2 separate regions of the Gossypium hirsutum genome follow, and region 1 is linked to region 2. A link is a contact called in public Hi-C data. All regions are on one chromosome and are shown on one strand. The core of a region is the stretch at or near the end of the contact, and the rest is flanking DNA. Distances in the headings are between cores, read along the strand shown. Region 1 holds the start of LOC107910575. Region 2 holds the start of LOC107955679 (AUGMIN subunit 5).

Region 1 (5,278 bases), core at 2,094-4,593, 210 kb after region 2:
ATATTAATAATTTGTGATGGAAAAATAAAACATCCTGGAAAGTGGATAATAATCATGTCATAATCATATATATCTACAAGTTTTGTTTTTCAGCTGTTACAAGATATGGGGCTGCAATGATTATATCTGAAACATGCCACAGGTTTTCTTTACCACACACACAAAAAAGGGGGGGGGGGTTGTTCTTGCCATAGGCAAAGTTAGTGGTACAGGCAAGGATCTCAGTGCATCAGACAGAAAACTTGAACTGAAGAAACAGTGCAAGCTAAGCATGTGTTAGAACAATTGGTAATGTGCTTACATATGCAATAGGATAAGCAAAGAAAACCCCATTTTTGTTCCCTGCTTATTCAGAGGAAACAGACAACATTTGACTAATTTCTTAGAAAAAAAAAAACTAACTTGAAGCAGTAAATAAAGCAACAGCTCCCTTGTGGTTTGATCCATGAGCCTGTTCAGTTTGAAAAGTATGTATCCTAAAATGATTATAACAGGAGATAAGATTTGAAAGTTTGTTTGAATCTTCAGATGGGATATATGGTATTGAAGAGGGCTAGAACCCATTAAGGATGAATCGGTCTCCGTATCTACCAAAAAGTATATTCAAAGAGCACTAGTAGTGAATACAAATTTGACTAAGGAAAAAAAGAAGAAAACCTTGAGTTTGGTTTAGGTATTGGCAAGAGGTTTTTAACTCAGATTCAACTAAAAAAAAAAAAGACTCGAATTCAATTAAATTATTGTTGAACATGAACTTCTATAATTAAAACTTGATCAAACTAGTGCAATGCTTTAAGCCTTGAATTTCAAGTTGAACTTGAGCTTGGCTCGATTATACCCTAGCAAGGTGCAGTATGCATGACAAAACATTATTTATTTACACATTAAGAATTTCAAGTTTCTAATACTCTGATGGTTAACTAGTCATAGCATGCTTAGAAATGGTGCCAAGCAAGAAAATAGTAATATATATATATAGCAGAAAATGGTTAATTATCAATTCCAGTGGTTAGCAGATGGAGAAGGCATTAAGCAAAAACGAATGGTTCCGCTGCTTTCCTTTAGTGGACTTGAATACAATTAAACAAGCTTTCCTTGTCTGTCACAAACCTTATACATTGCCACCAGGAAATATAAGACATTCATCATAACATTGGTATAAATAATGAAACACATAAATAAAACCCACTTTCACAAATCTACACCTACAAGTGCATTCAAGCCTCAGACTCTTCTGTCTCCTTAAAATATTCATGCCCGACACCAGGGTTTAACATTTTTTTGGACATAAGAATAGGAGCATGACCCTCTAAATATATGGAAACATAGAAAAAAATCGGACGTGCCTGTGTCAGGGGCATATCCATATATGACATCCAACTCTGACACCAATGTCTTAACACATATCCATATAAAAGCAGCAGGATTCATAAGACATCATTATAACTATGTGATTGATAAATAGCACCAGTACAAATTGAGGTCACTGTCACAAATCTCCACCTCCTATAAGTGGATTTGCAAAATCCAGTGTATTAGGACCAAAAAAGTTCAAAATACAATGGCTTTAGGAAGACAGCTAATGATCATATCTTAAAAACACGAGCATAAGAGTAAAAATGTCTTCCATGGCATGATCGAGAATCAACTAGTGGATGTATTAGAGCAATCAGGACAACTGAAGTGACCCATAGCTTGACATTTTGTACATCCAACAGATTTTACCTTAATCTCCTCAGACTGATACAGATTATCAATTAGGTTGAAACTGAATGGCCCATTTGCTTTGATCAATCCAGTTCCTCTACATCTTGAGCATGCTATCATCCGTAGATCACCACATCTCTTGCACAAGCCCAATGAACTGCAAGTTTGACAAGTTAAATATCAGCTTGTGCAACCGTGTAGATTACATCAGTCAATGAAATATATCCTGGCAGTTCTCTTTTTCCTAGAAAAGTTGAATAAAAGTTGGGAACCTCATGATATTGGATAAGACATATTACCTACCTTAATACAATAAAGTTGATGTGCAACTTGGTTTAGAAAGAGATTGACTTAATTCATTCACTTGACAATGATTCTAGACCTTCACCCCTTTTGCCCTAAGCCATTCCTAGCTTAATCCTTAAGTTTATCCTCAAAAAAACCAAAAAGGCAACCTTTATATGCATTCCATTCTAGGCATCCAAGTTTTCCTAAAATAAGTGAACTATAAGTACTGTAGCAAGATAACTACATCACGAAGAGGAAAACCAAGCTGATGATTCCAAAAGCATTATACTTAAATTTAGTCTAGTACTTCCGGGCCATTTCCTTTTTTTGTTCCAAAGGAGATCATAACTTGGAGATAGGGGAAGGTATTGCAGATTTCAGAATTTGACCTCTAAACCTGCTAAAAATTACCTCTTAAAAGTTACCGCATGAACCAACTAGGATAAATCCTAGTACAACATGAATAAAAGACAATAAAAGACATTGGTCAACAACTCCACACAGATGCCATTTTCTTTTGTTACCTAAGAATAGCTTACACCACCAGAATTTTGTGGATGCGGAGATATTTTCACATAACTCTAGGTAAGGCAGTGCATTTGTTTGAGATAGAATCAATCACAAAGAACAGAAATCAAACATGAAGATATAGCAATCATTCTATAAAGAATCAAAATAACCCCACAATTAAAATCAATCCTAATATACAAGGCATTGCAATTTTAAATTGAATTAAAGTACAATGATAGCTTTTCTAATGTCCAAAGGACATCCAATTGTAAACCAACAAAGTGAACAACAACAGCAGCTAAATCAAAATAACTTAAGGTATCACAACTGAGAATTCATCAACCAAACTAACAATCAAATTACCAAATTTCACTCATACCCAGCAACAAAAATATTAACTTTTTCGAAGTTTCAAAAGTTGTAAAAAAAAAAACTGCGTTTTACTCGCAAACTCAAAAAAGAAAAAAAAAAGGATTCTAACTTGGAAACACAGCAAAAAGAAACGGGTTTAGAAAAGTTGCAATTACCTTCTCTGAGAAGCAGAAATGAAAGCATCAACTTTGGGGGCAGCAATTGTAGCACATAGTAACAAAGTGCCAACTCCAAAGCCTGCAACTTCGCTTGCTGTTATGTGTTCCATTATTCGTCCGTCTCTTCTGTTCAGATATCTTAAACCTTATCGATTCAATGGGTCACTCTACAATTTTGAAATGTCCTCCCCTTTTTTTTTTTTTTTTAAATACTGTTAGTCATTTAACCGAAATGCATCATCGGAGGCCTATTAGCTCAGCTGGTTAGAGCGTCGTGCTAATAACGCGAAGGTCGCAGGTTCCAGACCTGCATGGGCCAATTTTTATCCTTTTTTATTTAGTGTGCTTGGGCCATTAAGTTCTGAACTTTTGGTTATTGATTTCTCACAGAAAGCCCATCTAATTGTTCAAAACTATTAATTTTCATTGGTAAATAAATAAAGAATTAAGGTTTATATTAAAATTTTATATTTTCAAACTTATAATTTTTACTATCCTTAAATGAATAAATAAATTTATTTTTATGAAATAGACAATAAATTTGATTAATTGAAAAGGATTAAATCTTATATTAAACTTCCTTATTTTCATAATTTTAATATCCATATACTTTTACGTACTGAAACTTAAGCCTTTCCAGCTCCATACGATGTCTACGGACTCAAATTTTGAGTCCCCCAGAAAACCCCTAAACATCTCTAAAATTTGGCAAAAAGACCCACACGACCCCAATAACTAGCCTGTGTGGTTCACATGGCCTAAGCACAAGGTTTGCAAGATTTCACACAGTCTTGTGGTCGAGGAGCAATTTCAGAACCAGCCTATTTTTTTTTTAATTTTTTCAAATTCCGATAAGCTTTTTGAATTAGATCACACATTTGATAACAAGATTGATCACCCATACATCCGAAACTCATGAAACCACTCAAATAACAATGGCCAAAATGTGACTTACTCCACTGGAGGCAATTGACCTTCGCTCCCTTCACACCCTAATTACAACGATTCGAGACGATTGTTGGAATGAACACAAAAAAAGATATAATGACATCAAATGAACAAAAACAATGGAAAGAAAGATAAGATAACTACTGTGGAGAAAAAGAAATAAGAAAGCAAAAAAAAAAAAAAAAAGAAAGCGAAAAAAAAGAAAAGAAAGAATAAGTAGAACATAAAAGTGAGAGCAAATGGGGTACGAGAAGTTAATAGTAGGAGCACATTTGGGAAATTTTGAAATTCAATTTTAGAATAAAATATAATAAAAATATAATTAAGACTTATTCCCAACATTTCCTAGAGCCCAACCAAAAGACTATTAAAAAATATTTCTCCCTTGTAACGACAGAGCTTGAACACAAGACGAAAACAAACAACTTATAAGACTTAACCGACACACCATAACAAATTACTTAGCAATTTTACACAATAAAAACATGAGAACTTTGATGCGTTACATAATTTCCATAAACTATAAAATGGAGATGGAATATACCTTCATTTTACAAGAACAAAAATAATGTAACACCTACCCTATGGATGAAAAAAGTTACAATAATTAATAAAAATATGAAAAAAATACATACTTATATTTTAAGGGTCAATTAGGCACCAACTCAATTATGAAATTATTAAAATATCCTTTCATATACAAATTAAATTATATTATTGAGGGCGTGTTTGACTTTTTATATAATAAATTAATAAAAAATTGATTATAATAAAATTTAAACCCAAAATACCATGCATAATAAACAACTAACTTTACCAGTATAGCCAAAATATCAATTAATTTTTATTTAAATTTGTTACATTTTTTTCACCCACGTCATAGTGAGTGTACCATTTCAAAAAAAAAAAATTAAATTAAATATTTTTTTAAAAATTGTTACAATTAAGAATTGGATTATTTCTATGAGAAAAACTTATATTTATTTTCCAGGTAATATTCTTTTATAATTAATTTAAATTATATTTTAAAAAAGAAAAATATTTATTTAACAAGAGAGTAAAAATTTCCCAACATAATAAAATTTAATTAAATTGTTTTGTTTTAGATGAAAAGATTGACTGAACTATTAAAATTTTAATTGTATTGTGCAACTTGCTTGACGTATCTAATGGCCTAATTATGCTTCAATCTTGGTTACAAATATACAAGAATTTCTTTGACTTTAATTGCCTTTTTTTAGTGGTATCGGAAAAAATGATTTTGAGACCACTAAATCTGACAAGTAAATTTGTAA
Region 2 (4,899 bases), core at 1,417-3,916:
TTGTACCTAATAAAAGTATATCTTTTATTCAATACAAGGTTCATTAAAACCAAACAACAACCAAGAAACTTAACTAAAAGATATTTGCATGAACATAACCAGAAAAAAGAATTACTAGGAGTCTTCAAGCCAATCAACTTTCAACAACATATTCCTGGCACAATACAGCAATGTTCTCTAATGCCTAACCATAAAGAAACTAGAAGCTAAAGAGACTTTTAAGTACTCGGAGGTTTTAGATAGAAAAGATATACTTTGTAACCAAAACAAAACCCAAAGCATGTCAGTCACTAAAAATGAGAGAGCTATAACGAAGTACCTATAATTGTTATCTTAGCTGTAGCATTAATGATAAAATTTATTGCTTTATTAACTGCAGCATTTTCTTCATTTTAAGTAATATAGGATCAAATCAAAGAAATAACTTAGCAAATTGCAGTAATTTCTGTAACACAAACAAATAGTAGCTAAGAAACAAATTGCAGCTCTAAGATTCTAAAAATTTGTACTTAGCAGACAAAAGCAGTTAATTATTTGTAACCGTATAGCCTAGACAACCCTGATAAGTAGAAGAAAAAGTGGAAAACCAAAGGAAGCTTATTTGAAATCCTGTAACCACCAACAAGAAAAACACAAAAGTATAAGCATACCTCAAGGCTTCAGCGTCAGCTCTAACGTTGACTTTCTCTATTTCTCTAGAAATCAAAGTTTTAAGCCTTGAAGTGTATGTGCTAATTGCCTGAAGTAATTGAGGAGGATTTTTGAGACAATTTACAATAACAATTCTAACTTCATCAGGTATCTCCCCATCGAAATCAAAGCCTAATTTGGCAACTTCTGATTGAGGACTCAAATGGATCCCATTTCCTTCATAAGCTGGAAAAGAATTTCGCACTTTTTCAATCATGCGGTCTGCAAGAGATTCACATGCCTTGCGAACATTTCTTTCACGAGTTGTTTCAATAAGAATGACATCATCTGCAGCTTTAGTTCCTTTAACAGTTGAATATACAGCTTCCTTCTCACTATTGCCACTGTAGTTGCTAATCACTTCAGTGGAAGAGTCAACACTTGACCTTTGAGCATCCCTGGCTTGGTTTACATATTGATGAAGACGTTTGTGGTACTCCGCAAATATTTTGGCAGCCTCATCGCATTGTTGATCATAAGCTTCCAACACCACTTGTTTGTGCCTACAGTAGAATAAGGCATGTGAAAACACAAGATATGCAAAAGAGATTTGCCGAAAGATGAAATACACTTGGTAACTGTTGTTTTCAAGCATGCTAAGGGCACTTTTAATTTTATAATATCAGAAGTTAACAATAATGACTCCAATCAGGCTTGGATTAACTAAATGCACACTGAGTCCTCATATATTCTATAAAGTATATGTAAAAGCTATCACCAACCACTTATATATTGTAAAATAAGAACTTTTATGTGTAGTTTGACAATAGAGCACACGGTCACTCTAGTCCATAATTAACAGCTTATTGATAAGATCAAAAATGAGAAACAATGTGATCATCTTGATGGGGAAGCTAAAGGTCAAATCCAACCAGAAAAGTCCATAAAGAAAATCACAGAGACATTTAACTTCAAAGCCCCAAATTAAATAATACGCAATAAAAAAACAAGATGGTCCATAATTTTAGAAACACAAAGGCTCTAGTTGGCATTAAAGGCCTAGTTTCATGTTCTGCCTCCATAATGACGTTAAAACGCCACAAGTTATAAGAAAAATCCTAAAGCATAATGAAACTCGATGTTGCGAAAAATAGCTATTAGATAAATTCGACATAAATCGCCCATTCAATGGTGAGCAGTTAAAATTAACAAGGACAATGCTAACGCAGGCATTTTTCAGTTCTAGAATATAGTTAAAAGAACTCCTTAAGAATTAAGAAGAAAAAAACCTGTAATTGGCCTTTTCGTCAAGCATCCTTTTCCTTTCAGCTTCCTCTCTAGAAACCTCCAACATCCTAGCCTTCAAATCTTTCCTTTGTCTCCTCACAATATTTCTCAACCTCTCCACTTCCTTGGCAGCGGCTTCCCGTTCCCTTATTGCTGCTTCCCTAATCTCCGCCGCACCTGAACCCTCCCCTCCACCACCACCACCCACCTTCTCTTTCCTCCTCCCCCCTCCTTTACTCCTCCCCTCCTCTTTCCCCAAATTTCCAGCATTCTCAATATTCCCCCTCCGCCGTGCACGGTGATGTTCTTTCGGATGCTTTGGACGGTTTTCTCGGATTTAACGCGGGTTAACAAGAAATTCCACAGAGGTAACATATTCCCTCTACAAATCTTGCGAAGCGAATCGATGGAAGGTAAATTCGACTTGTTGGAAGAAGAATTGTAGGGTCCTAAGGGACGGTAACCCATTTCCTTTTGCAGCCATTCTAGTATAACTTCCGGCTGCACATTTGAGCTCTGCATTTTGGATTCAATGCCAAAAGTCCACGCAAAAAAAAAATGAAACCTTGGTCTAAAATGACATAATGGATTTTCAATTGAAAGCTAAAATAAGGAAGGGATTTTGATAGATCTGATAATGAGAAAGCCAATTTGGCCGGCAAAAGGGCAGGGGAAGACTGTGTAAAGAAAGCTGGTAGAATGGCAGTTTTGTAATTTTGAATACTTCTTTTAACTCTTCTATTTTTTTATTTTTATCTTTGGATATGAGTGGAACAATTTAATAATAAAGAAGTTTTAAATGGAGGTCCCGCTCACTCGATACGATACCGTTTTCTTTTCTTCTTCTTTTTTCCTTCTATTCTATATGAGTGATTATGCTACATTTCTTCTTGTTGTATTATATAAAGTTATCAATTTATATATATATTAATTATTAATAATATAATAATTCATTTTTAGAAAAAAATTTATATATATTTTTTAGTTTTTTTATGATTTTTTTTAAATATTTACTTAATTTTAAAAATATTAAAAATAAATAATAAAAATTAAATTAAAGTAAAGTGAGGTAGGAGGAGATGGAGCAAGACTAGATGCATCTAGCGTCCATAAAAGTGGTAATAAATTTCAAATTTACACATTCATAGTGGAACGATGGTGGAATAGAGTATGCCAACTAGAAAGCAATAATAGATTTAATAACATTCACTCATACCCCACTCCATTATCATTCGTACTTGAAATGTTAAAAATACATTGATTAAGTTTATTTGATTAATAATTATTAAATCAAACTAAAGAAATAATCATTGTATAAAAAAAACAATTGAGGGTTTCTTTTCGACAAACAATATTTTCTTCTTCTTCTTTTTCCTTTGTTACATGAAAAAAGATTCATCCTCAAATCCATTTGAATGTAGCAGATAACAATAGGACTTGAGAATTTATATGTATGTGAGTCATAGGAGCTAGTAATCATCAATATGCTCATACTGGCAATATTATTATTGTGATCAAGGAAGCAATATTAAATAAACCTCTAGAAAAATTATAAGTGATCAAAGCAGTAATTGTATGAGATGATAATACGATGTGATAACAATGTTGTTATCATTGATCAAGAAAGAAATCCAAAAGGAACTCAAATATTTGGAGTGATCGCTCGAAAATTGAGACAATTAAATTTCACTAAAATAGTTTCATTAACTCCCGATGTATTATAAAACTAAACCCAAATATCGTTATAGATTTTAAAGTATTTAAATCACGTAAATTAATTAGTAAATTGTCTCACACATATGCCTTTACTAAGTAAAAGAGAACCACGATGCTTATATCAAAATTTGAGAGGAAAAATAATTAATATATATAATATTTATTAATTCCATGATGAATATTGACAAATTGATGTATAAGTTCATTTGAATTTAGACACCTAATTATTCGAGTTTAGTTTGAATATTATTTTTTAATTAAAAATATGAAAATATTAGTATGATATTGTAAAAATTTATAAAATTTGGCTAAATTAGCTGAATAAGCTAATTTTTTTAATTAGGCCTTTAAGTCGTTTTAAAATTAAATTAGAAAAATAAGTCGTTTTTAGGAAAGAGAAAGTGAAAGCTCGTCCAACTGGGCGCTCTTTCCTTCAATGGTAAAATGCAACGATTTTTTTATTGTTGTCGCGTCAAACGGTAAAAAAAAAATTAAAATCCTAATAGTAACTTTTTTACACTTATAAATACCCCACAAATTTCATTTTTTTCTTTCACATCCTTCTCTCAACTCTCTCAAGCTTTTTATTCAATATTTATTTATATTTTCATTTAAAAATAATATTTTTTTAATTATATCATGTTTTATTCGTTCGGATCAATTTCTCAAGAATGGACACCTCTCTAATCTGCTTCGACAACAACTATATTTCTACCGCCCAATTAGCAATAGTAAGACAAAATTTAAATTTTTTTATTTTTAATTATGTTTAAAAAAAATTGATAAATCTAAATATTATTTTATGTTATAGAACCTCCGATCCTTGAAATCTATGGGTATTTGCAGAAGGCTAGATTCTTGCATGCGTCTTGCATGTAAGGGGACTGCAAACTCAATCCCACACTAACCAACACGTTGGCTGAAAGATGAAGGTCTGAAACATACACTTTCCACATTCTATGCGGTGCGTGTACAATCACACTCGAGGACATAACATTACAACCTAGTCTGCCGGTGGATGGGCCAGTCATCATGGGATCAGCAATGGTTTGGGGGAAAGTGGACCTCTACGTGGCAATGTTGGGGAAGATCCTGAACAGGTTTGAAGGTGGTTGGATATCGACCAACTAGTTAGAGAAAAAATTCGATAAGCTTCCCGATGATGCAACGAAGGAGGTCATACAACAGTATGCTGAATTATTCATCATGAGGTTAATCATGGGTATTTTAATGCCCGATAAATCTATAAATTTGGTGCACATAAGA

What was found. A called contact is a pair of places that touch in the nucleus more often than the background predicts.
Region 1: a Hi-C map of leaf shows a contact between it and region 2, with 2.9 times the contacts expected there. The contact joins the promoter of LOC107910575 here to the promoter of LOC107955679 in region 2. A contact is called at or near these places in 3 of 34 Hi-C or Micro-C datasets (all in leaf).

What each region holds. Positions count from the first base shown.
Region 1 is chrA07:82,763,728-82,769,005 of Gossypium_hirsutum_v2.1, forward strand. LOC107910575 reads right to left here and starts at 3,344. Exons shown (of 2, transcript XM_016838490.2): 1 at 3,033-3,344; 2 at 1,427-1,864. The coding sequence starts at 3,145. The coding sequence ends at 1,645. It overlaps TRNAI-AAU (transfer RNA isoleucine (anticodon AAU)), which reads left to right and starts at 3,281; the gene lies at 3,281-3,354.
Region 2 is chrA07:82,551,608-82,556,506 of Gossypium_hirsutum_v2.1, forward strand. It overlaps LOC107955679 (AUGMIN subunit 5), which reads right to left and starts at 2,667. Exons shown (of 11, transcript XM_016891485.2): 1 at 2,205-2,667; 2 at 1,920-2,202; 3 at 651-1,193; 4 at 1-6. The coding sequence starts at 2,439.